Regions from separate parts of the Mus musculus genome. Here region 2 is linked to region 1. Evidence: chromatin contacts called from public Hi-C data. All regions are on one chromosome and are shown on one strand. The core of a region is the stretch at or near the end of the contact, and the rest is flanking DNA. Distances in the headings are between cores, read along the strand shown. Region 1 holds the start of Tmem179 (transmembrane protein 179). Region 2 has its middle 16 kb from the start of Gm40584.

What was found. A called contact is a pair of places that touch in the nucleus more often than the background predicts.
Region 2: a Hi-C map of the C2C12 cell line shows a contact between it and region 1, with 3 times the contacts expected there. The contact joins the enhancer-like site here to the promoter of Tmem179 in region 1. A contact is called at or near these places in 3 of 15 datasets of contacts at CTCF or cohesin (the NIH/3T3 cell line and embryonic stem cells), 48 of 484 Hi-C or Micro-C datasets (the AML12 cell line, the C2C12 cell line, the G1E-ER4 cell line and 29 more), 13 of 115 datasets of contacts at active chromatin or transcription factors (SST interneurons, bone marrow-derived dendritic cells, embryonic stem cells and 4 more) and 4 of 9 other capture datasets (adipose tissue, embryonic tail, liver and 1 more).

Annotation. Positions count from the first base shown.
Region 1 is chr12:112,508,125-112,512,429 of GRCm38.p6, reverse strand. It overlaps Tmem179 (transmembrane protein 179), which reads left to right and starts at 1,270. Exons shown (of 4, transcript NM_178915.3): 1 at 1,270-1,686. The coding sequence starts at 1,382.
Region 2 is chr12:112,549,063-112,553,908 of GRCm38.p6, reverse strand. No RefSeq gene overlaps it. Among named protein-coding and RNA genes, the nearest start is that of Gm40584, 16 kb to the right of the region's middle. Within about 2 kb of position 1,703, at least 76 of the 459 cell types and tissues checked have an H3K27ac peak or open chromatin away from gene starts, as enhancers often do. A contact at or near this core is called in the C2C12 cell line, the G1E-ER4 cell line, bone marrow-derived macrophages and 6 more, where this site is marked.

The DNA of each region.
Region 1 (4,305 bases), core at 21-2,520:
TCAGGAGAAGGGTCTGCAGAGTTGATGTGTGGACTATCTTCACGATATTGCCAGAGACCAGTTTGGCGACTCCTGCCAACACCACTTGAAGTGTTCGTACCTCATGACCCAGTCATTCTTCTCCTAAGACTTTCATAGAGACTCATGTGCTGCCTGCACAGCTGGCACAGCCGCAGAAAAAGACACCAGGATGTCACACAGCAGAGCCGGAAACAACAGACACTGGAGACGCTCAATGTCCCCCCAGAGAGGGATAGTCACACACAACAGTCAATGTTACGGAATGTTACACAATAACTAGAAAGAAGACCACGGGCTTGCTTGTGCAGACAGGGAATAATGCATACTGTTGGATGACTGAATTGCCTGTAGACACAGGCATAGTATGAAACATTTTTGAAAATTGTGTGTGCGTGGTGCAAAATGTCTGGATGGGTAGACATCAGGTTGTCACGAGTAGTAACGATGTGCCGGAGTGGAGGGAAGAGGAAGAAACTTGGTGTCTTTGTATCACACATATTCCTCATTGTAATTAAAAAAAAAAACAAGCCCATATTACTTTGGCAATAAAACAAAAGGAATTTTTAGTGCCTGAAGCCAAAAATAATGCTGATGTAATCTATATCCAGAAGGATGTCTCTAGGGCTTACTCATCTGGGAATTGGACTAACGGTTACTTGGTATTAAGGGAAACTAGAAAAGTCATTAATTCTATTAATTAATGCACCACCAGCTCCATCACAGCAAAGAGGTCTTAATGAGGTGCCCAGGGCAACCATTATTTATCTTACAAACGCGGAGTGGAGGGCTCTACTGTGGGGCTGAGGGCATGGTTCTCGGAGCACAAACAGATCACGAGTCTGCTCCCGCCTAGGAATACTTGAACCCTTCCTCTTTTCTATCCTCACACCTACCGACCCGACTCTCTGCCTCCCTCCTCCATTCGCTTTAAAGACAAAGGCCCTGGCAAAGGAGTCTGAACTGCACATAGGACTCCATCCTTCTCCTCCTTAGCCTTTCGCTGCTGGTACCCTTCCTGACAGAGTCGGGTTTCCCCAAGCTGACTTAGTAATGCTCACGACCCCTGCCAGGTTTCCATGGCACGTCTCCACCAATGCAGTCTGTCTAGTGTAGTGCTCTGTCTACCTATCCTGCAGCCGCGGGAACTGTCCGCGGTACTGACCGCAGGCGCGCCCCACGCTCGGCCTGTGCGCACGCGTCTGCGCGCAACGCGAGAGACCCGCGGGCGCCGTCATTGCGCAGCCTCCCACGCGGCTCGGGACCGGCCTGCGCGGCGCCGGAGACTCGCGGCCCGGCTTCTGGAGCGATCGCGTCCCTGTCCGGTGGCCTCGCCAGCGGCTCCTCTCATCCTGGCACCACCATGGCGCTCAACAATTTCCTCTTCGCGCAGTGCGTCTGTTACTTTCTGGCCTTCTTGTTCAGCTTCGTGGTGGTGGTGCCATTGTCCGAGAACGGCCACGACTTTCGTGGCCGCTGCCTACTCTTTACCGAGGGTATGTGGCTGAGTGCCAACCTGACGATGCAGGGGCGGGAGCGCTTCACTGTGCAGGAGTGGGGCCCACCGGCTGCCTGCCGCTTCAGCCTGCTCGCCAGCCTCCTGTCACTGCTGCTGGCTGCTGCGCACGCATGGCGCACGCTCTTCTTCCTCTGCAAGGGACACGAGGGGTAAGTTTAGGCCTTTCAGCAGCCCAGCGCAAACTGATGCAACACTCACACGGTTCCTGGCACCTATCAGGCTCTCCTCTCCGGGGCCATGAGCCCCTCCACCTCTCTTGCTGCAGAGGCCTGCAAGTGTCAACACTTTCAGCCTCATTATTTTAAGCAGACTGCCCTTTGTTTACACACAGGCCCAGCGGCTATGAGGCTGTCTGTCCGACCCACATGATCTCTTTCTATTCCCAAGGGATGCATCACTCCGAATTCTCAGTCCTGACCCCTTGGAGCACAGATGTTGCACTGTCATGGCTGCATGTCTGGGCTCTCTTGTTAAGCTAGGCCACACTCCTCGGGACCTGGGACCATTTGCAGTAGTCTTGGGCCTGCACCCCTTTCCTGTGAGTGGGGGAAGGGACTACACTTTGGAAAGAGCGGGTAGTCTTCTATTTTTGCTACTCCTCTTGGGAAAAGATGGCAGAGGATGTCTGTAGAGCTCCTTAAGCTCCCCTTAAGCTGGAGGCATGTACAGTGTGTGTGTGTGTGTGTGTGTGTGTGTGTGTGTGTGTGTGTGTGTGTGTATGTGTGTCTCTCTGTGTGTACTCTGTGTGTGCCTTTATGTGTGTGTGTACTCTGTGTGTATACTGTGCATGTGTCTATATGTCTGTCTGTGTGTGTGTGTGTGTGTGTGTGTGTGGTGGGTGAGTAGGATCTCCTTTGTGTTCCCTGTACCTCCCGAGTTTCTTCACCCTTTTTTTCTTTGTCACCTGTCTGAAGCCAGTAGAATGTGGTCACTTGGTGTCCTCAGCCAACAACAATCAAGAGCCCACCCTCTCCCTGGCTGAGGCTTCCTGGGTCCTGGAATACCAATGCTCCTGCAATAGAGAGTGAATTCCCACGTCCAGCCCTCCCCATCCATGTTTTTAGTTGCTCCCTTGCAAGGAGGTGGGTGACAAGCACGGGTCTCTGAGAACACAAGGATGTAGGAGGCTGGGTGAAGGGGGTTCTTGCTAGTACCACAGATGAAGAACATGAAACAGTTAACGCTCTCACCACAGTAGAGGCCGAGAGTCCAGAATCGAAGTGTCCTTAGAGTTAGAACTAGAGAAGCTCTTTCCTACGCGTCTATTCCTGCTGGCTCTAGCCTCCTGTGTGTTCCAGCCTCTGCCCCTGTTCTTGAATATCCTCTTGCCAGTCTCTGATACTGCTTTTCCTGAGAGAAGATCAAGCAACCATATCCACAGGTAGCAAGGTTAGGACTTGGAAGAGATGCAGTTCAACTCACTATGGTCAGGTTTTGATGGGAGTCTGTTGGAAGCCAGGAGTGGTCCTAAGAGCCTCCAGGTAATGTGGACCAAACTTGGCTGGGAGGATGAGACTCTTCCGTAGGACAGAGTCTTGTCCCTCCTGAGGAGCATTCCTTGACACCAGTCTTTCATTGTTCATATGAATTTGAGAGCTTTTGTCCACAAACTGGGAGTCACCTCACTGTGTGCAGATTGAGGCAGGAGGGAGCACCCTGAGACAGGTGACATGGCGGTGGTCAGTGGGAAGATAGCCTGATCTGACTCCTCTGGCCTTCGGGGCTTTCCTGTAGGAGAGGCAGCCTCATGGCGGACATGGTCTAGCCAGGTTGACCCAAGGGAAGTTCCCTAGGGAGGACCCATGTGTGTGGTCCGTGTATGGGACCACCAGAGGCTGGGGCACCAGGGGCCATGAAGAGCCCCTGCGCTTGCAGGTGGGGATCTTGTTTACACAGGGATGACTGTTCTGCACGAGTCAGGCTACAGACCCAGGCCGTACCAGCATCACGAGGCCTGCAGTTTCCAGCTACCCAGGGCTCCTTTGGGTGTTTGCCCTCCGGCGGAATGGTCCAGGCTGATTGTCTGCTATGCTAAATGGGCTCTGGCTGCCAAGGCATAGAGGTGCAGAGAGAACGATGCCTTCTATCACATACTCAGCCAAGACCTGTGGCAGGATTTAGGGGACTGTAGGTGACTTGACACATCATAACACTTGGAGGAGATCTAGCATAGTCTTGAGTCCACACTAGAGGCCAGGTCTGGGCACCGTCTCTTGTGGACCAACTGGAGTCTCTGAACCTGTGATCCAGTTCTTGATGCTCCACTGTTTCTAACCGTGAATGGCCTCTGCTCAGGCTTCTATAGACTAGCATGTGACTTTGTCTAGCTTCATCTTCTCCAGGGTCCTGCTTGGCTACCAGGCATTATTGGCAAGGGCCAGGTGGCTGCCTGGCTGCTGTCCTTCACCCTGTCCCCTATATGATCCAGGTGGCAGTGAGCCAACTGTGCCATCAGTGCTTACCAAAACCCACAGTGTGGGACTGGGGCACAGCTCTGCTGAGCTGCCCCATGCCGCAAATACCTATCACACCCAGGGACATGAGGCCAGTGCAGGCATACCTTAGTCTGTGTCTGCAGGCCAAGCATGGAGCCTGGAGTGTAGGAGTCACCACACAATGACAAGTGTCTGGACCATGAGGTTTATAATTCTGTGGCTGCACAGCTGGCCTTACTTTGACTGTTGACTCATAACCTGGTCTGCGGAGGTCAGCAAGGGGTCAGGTGGCCTATGGAAAACAGTGATGTCATCACAATTACCAGTCAGACT
Region 2 (4,846 bases), core at 454-2,953, 41 kb before region 1:
TCCTCCACATGCTAAGCATAAAGTTACTGTGGGACCCAAGGCCACAGACCATTAGGAAAGAGTGAAGCCTAACTGGCTTGTCAGAGGTGCTAAGTCCTGCTTTCTCTGCCCCTCACACGGGGCCTGCTGCTCCTGAGCAGGACTATTCTGGCCTCTCCCAGGGCTCTTGAACGTCATACATAATAAGGGCCAGAGTTGAGAGAAGCTGGGCCCACCCCACCAGCCTACCATAGCCTACCATAGCCCTTCCCAGAGTCCTGTGGTCTTCATCTGTACTGACAGATACCACTGTCTCGGAGCTGCCCAGTGTAAGTACGAAGGCTGGCTGGAGCTGAGGTCCTGGAGGCTCAGAACTGTCTCTTGGGTGAACTGGGGCCCTGCAAGTACTCTTTATACCCAAGTATAGGGTCCTTTCTCCTGAGCTATGCCTGGTCACCCAAATCAGGTCGGGACATCCCTGGTCCTGACTCATATTAGTCTCTTCAATCCCCGATGGTACTCAGAGACCCTCTACCCCTCAAGTCACAAAGCCCCTGGTTCCCATGTCCATATTGGGACTTCACAGTGAGTACCTCTGAGGAAAACACCCACTGAGGTCACTTCCTTGCTGGTTTCTACCTAGGCCAGGGAGGAAGGAGCAGAGAGCTTAACGAGCAGCCAGAAGCTTAACCAGTGGCTGGAGGGAGGTCTGGTTAGTTCCAGCCAAGTTCTCAGGGCAAGATTGACCATTCTCTGAGTGGGGCCCTCCTTCCCACAGCTGGAGCTGACACAGCCGAGAGCTGCAAGCTGGGCTGAGGACTCAGCCTGGTCAGACGGTAGCCATCAAGGAGTGACCTTATCGATGCTACAACAAATGGAACCCAGAGCCTCCTGGATGATGTCCTGAACTTGGGGAACAGGAAGGAGTGTCCTGTATTTGGAGCACCAGATCTATGCAGGCACCTTGAGGATTCCTAGCCACTCAGACAGCTCACTTTTCTGAGTCAGCCACCAACAGTCCCGCCCAGCAGATGGGCAGATTGAAGCCCGGGGAGGTGACCTGGGCCCTGCCTGAAGCTCCAGTCTCTCTGAACGTCAGGGAAAGGAGCCTGTTCTGCTCAAGGCCCCCAGTACCAGCATCTACTGTCTACTGAGCTCACAACACCTGCAAGGCCCAGCCTCACCCACAGCAGCTGGGCACACAGCTCCTACATGGCCTTGCTCCTACCGGGTTTGCTTTGGGTGTGACCAGTGTTAGGGGAGGGCTGTGGACCCTGAAGCTCCCTCACTTTTTTTTTTCTTCTTGTTGCTAGGGATGGAACCTGTTGCTTTGTGGATTCTTGGTAACTACGTTGTTATTGAGCTACCCCTGGCTTTCTCACTTCCCTTTCAGACAGTGGTCATCATTTGGAGCAGGGACACAGGCTCATCGTGTTCAGGAGGAGGAGCCTGGGTTCAGCGCCCCCTCATCCTGGGTCCTTTTTACAGACTTGGGTTCCAGCCTGACTAAGGAAAATATCACCAGGGCAGAATTTCCTGGTATCCTGACGCCACCCGGTACCCAGATCCAGCGGTTTTGCTACAGCGTAGAGCAGATGAGACTAACCAGGAGGAGAATTCTGGTGTAGGCACTCCAGCAGATTGGGTTGGGTAGACAAGAAAGAGGGGTGCCCTCGCTGCCCTTGTGCTTTTGGTGGCACAGCGCTCTCTGGTGGCGATATGTGGTATCACTCTCCTTTGTTGGCGACCACTAGGTGGCGGTTTTCAAGGCCTAAGGCTGACTTGAGCTGTCTAGATTTTCCTCTTCTATCTTCCCCTCTGACTCTTGCACCGGGATTCCCACCTGCAGTGTAACCTCTGACAGTGCACCGGGGGCTGGGGGGTGAGGAGCGGGGAGGGATAAAACAAAGCCCTCTGCAGACAGAAGCAGAGGCTTCAGTGGCCCACAGCCTTGCCTGTCAGCTGACCACTTCCATTCTTTCTGATAATGGAGCTCTGTGTGTTTGGGAATCGCTGTGACAAAGCTCCCTTTGTCTCCGTGGACTTGTTTGTAAGAACAAAGTTGCTTAGTGTTCACACCATTTAAACACAAAAGTGGGCTCATAATTGGGACAGAGTCTCTCCCAACCATAGCACACGCACGCACACATCTCAAGCATAAAGTTTATCAAATTAGTACAAAATTCTGCGGCAAAAGCTGAGTAGAGATGCAAAGCGAAGCGGGACCCCAGTTTGCTGCTGTGCTGCCCACGTGCTCCCCTTTCGTGACAAGAACTCAAGAGAAACAGTTTAACCGGACTTGATCTCAACGTCAGAGGTTTCAACTCGGGGTCTCCAGCCCTACTGTTTTTATGCCTCTCTGTGGAGAGGCAGAACACAAAGCAGGAAGGGTGCCGTGGGAGAAAGCCACTCCCATCATGGCACCCAGGAAGCAGAGAGACAGGAAGGAGCCAGGGTCAGGAGAGACCTTAAGGGCAAGCCTTCATGGCAACCCCTTTCTTCTGACCATGCCCCACCCTTCCACAATCCAACTCTTCCCAACAGACAAGTAACAATTTGAGTCCCTCGATGGATCAAGCCACAGATTTCCCCTAACATCTGGTTCTCTCTGCAAACACCCTCACAGGCAGACCAGGGGTGTGTTTTACTAATACAGATGTCTTTTTTATCGGAAGTTTTAATCCCAGCACTCTGGAGGAAGAGGCAGGGAGATTTTTGTGTGAGTTTGAGGGTCTATGTAGTGAAGTTTCAGTTCACCTAGGGTAACAGGAAGAGATCCTGTCTGAAAATCTGGGGGAAGGGAATGAGCAGGGGGAAGGAGAGGGAGGGAGGGGGAGAGAAGACAGAATGGAATGGAACCATCTGTGGTTTGCTTACTGGGATAGGCATGGAGGGGTGGGTGGCAGATGTCCTCTGCAACTTGACTTGAAAGGTATTGCAAAGCAAGATGGCTCTGGGGCGGGTTGCTTGTGGGCAGGGCAGATGGGGCAGATCCAGGTCACTGGTGTTTATAAGAGAAGGTGGGTAGGCATATCCACTGTGCAAGTCTTTCAACTTCGCTGTGTTTGAAATTTTTCCTGATAAAATGATGTGGGAAAAGTCACAAGAAGGTGAATACTACAGAGGTCTCAGAGGCTGGTCCTATTGTCTGGCCCAGGCCAACCTGTCCCCGGCTTTTACAAGTGTGAGATCCCCTGGAGGGCAGGAGAAGGCCTGAGTGCTTGGCCTATGAAGCTGGAGGTTGATTCTTAGGATTTGAAGCCCATTCCTGTTGGTTTAGAATTCAGACTCGGACTGTCTTGCCTGCCTTTGGAACCCTTTCCCCTCGCTAGGCTGCCTTGTCTGGCCTCAGTGGGAGAGGGTGTGCTTAGTCCTGGAGAGATTTGATGTGCCAGGGTGGGTTGCAGGGAGAGGGGCCCCCATCCTCTGAGGAGAAGGGGAGGTGGGAGAAGTGGGATGGGAGGGTGGGACTGGGAGGAGAGGAGGGAGGGGTTGTGGAAATCAAAAGAAAAAAAAAAAGAAGAATTTAGAAGCAAAACTATTCCTTATGAATACCCAGAAAATGCAGGGACAACCAAGGAGATGGAGACAGAAAGAGACAGGCCCTGGGTTTACGTACCACTAAAATTAGTTTGGGTCATGTAGCCTTCCCCAGCCTGAAGCAGGCTGATGCAGACCTTGTCGCCACTGAGGTGGGGCCATGTGTGGTGCAGCTTTCGGACTTGGTTGGCTCTTTTTGAAGTGACAACTGCCCTGCTCTTCTGCTACCTGCCGAGAGGGGCTGAACCTGTCTTCCTGAGACATTCCTGAATAAGCAACAGCCTGGCGACCAAGTGCTGACAGCATGGCTACAAAGCACCAAGGATGGACTGGCAGGGGTGTAGAGTGTGTGGGGGTGTGTGGGGGTAGTGGGTGTGCATGGGCCTTCCCCCTTTTAAGCACAGTCTCTTAGTAAACTCGCAGGCCTTCCTTGATCAGAGAAAAATTTGTCTTGGCCTCATCATTCTTTTCTCGCTGTCTAGTTTCTCTTTCAGCCGCAGCCTGCCTTCCAGGAATTCATGTAGGCCACAGGCCGGCCTCCTACTACAGGGTCATATTTCCTTTCTTTTCTCTGCCTCTTTAATGATCATGTCCTTTCATGTTGTTGTTTGGACACAGGCACACAAGTTCACTGTGGTGCTGTGGGCCGAACCCAGGGCTTCAGACCTGCTAGGTAAGCACTCTATGGCCGGGCTATTCCTATTCCTGCTGTCCAATGATTGGTTTTGAGACAAGGCTTTTTTGTGTAGCCCTGGCTGTTTTCTAGACCATGTGTCACCGCTGCCTGGCCCATTATATTTTGAATAACTATTTTTATTTTATGAATAAATGTTTGATTGTTTTGTTTGTGTTTATATATGCACCATGTCTGTGCAGTACACATAGAGGCCAGAAGGGGGTGTCATATCCCATGAAACTGGAGTTACAGATGGTTGTGAGCTGTCATGTGGGGTACTGGGAATTGAACTCATGTCCTCTGAAGTAGCAGCCAGTGTTCTTAACTGCTGGGCCATCCTTCCCATCCCTGAGTTTATGATTTTTTTTTTAAAGATTTATTTATTTATTATATGTAAGTACACTGTAGCTGTCTTCAGACACTCCAGAAGAGGGCGTCAGATCTCGTTACGGATGGTTGTGAGCCACCATGTGGTTGCTGGGATTTGAACTTCGGACCTTCGGAAGAGCAGTCGGGTGCTCTTACCCACTGAGCCATCTCACCAGCCCGAGTTTATGATTTTTGAGAAGCGGTGCCCTCGTTACACTTCAGTGTGGCAGTGTGATGTGGCATTTTCTCTGTGAGCCGGAGAGGCTCAGATGTCTCTCCTGT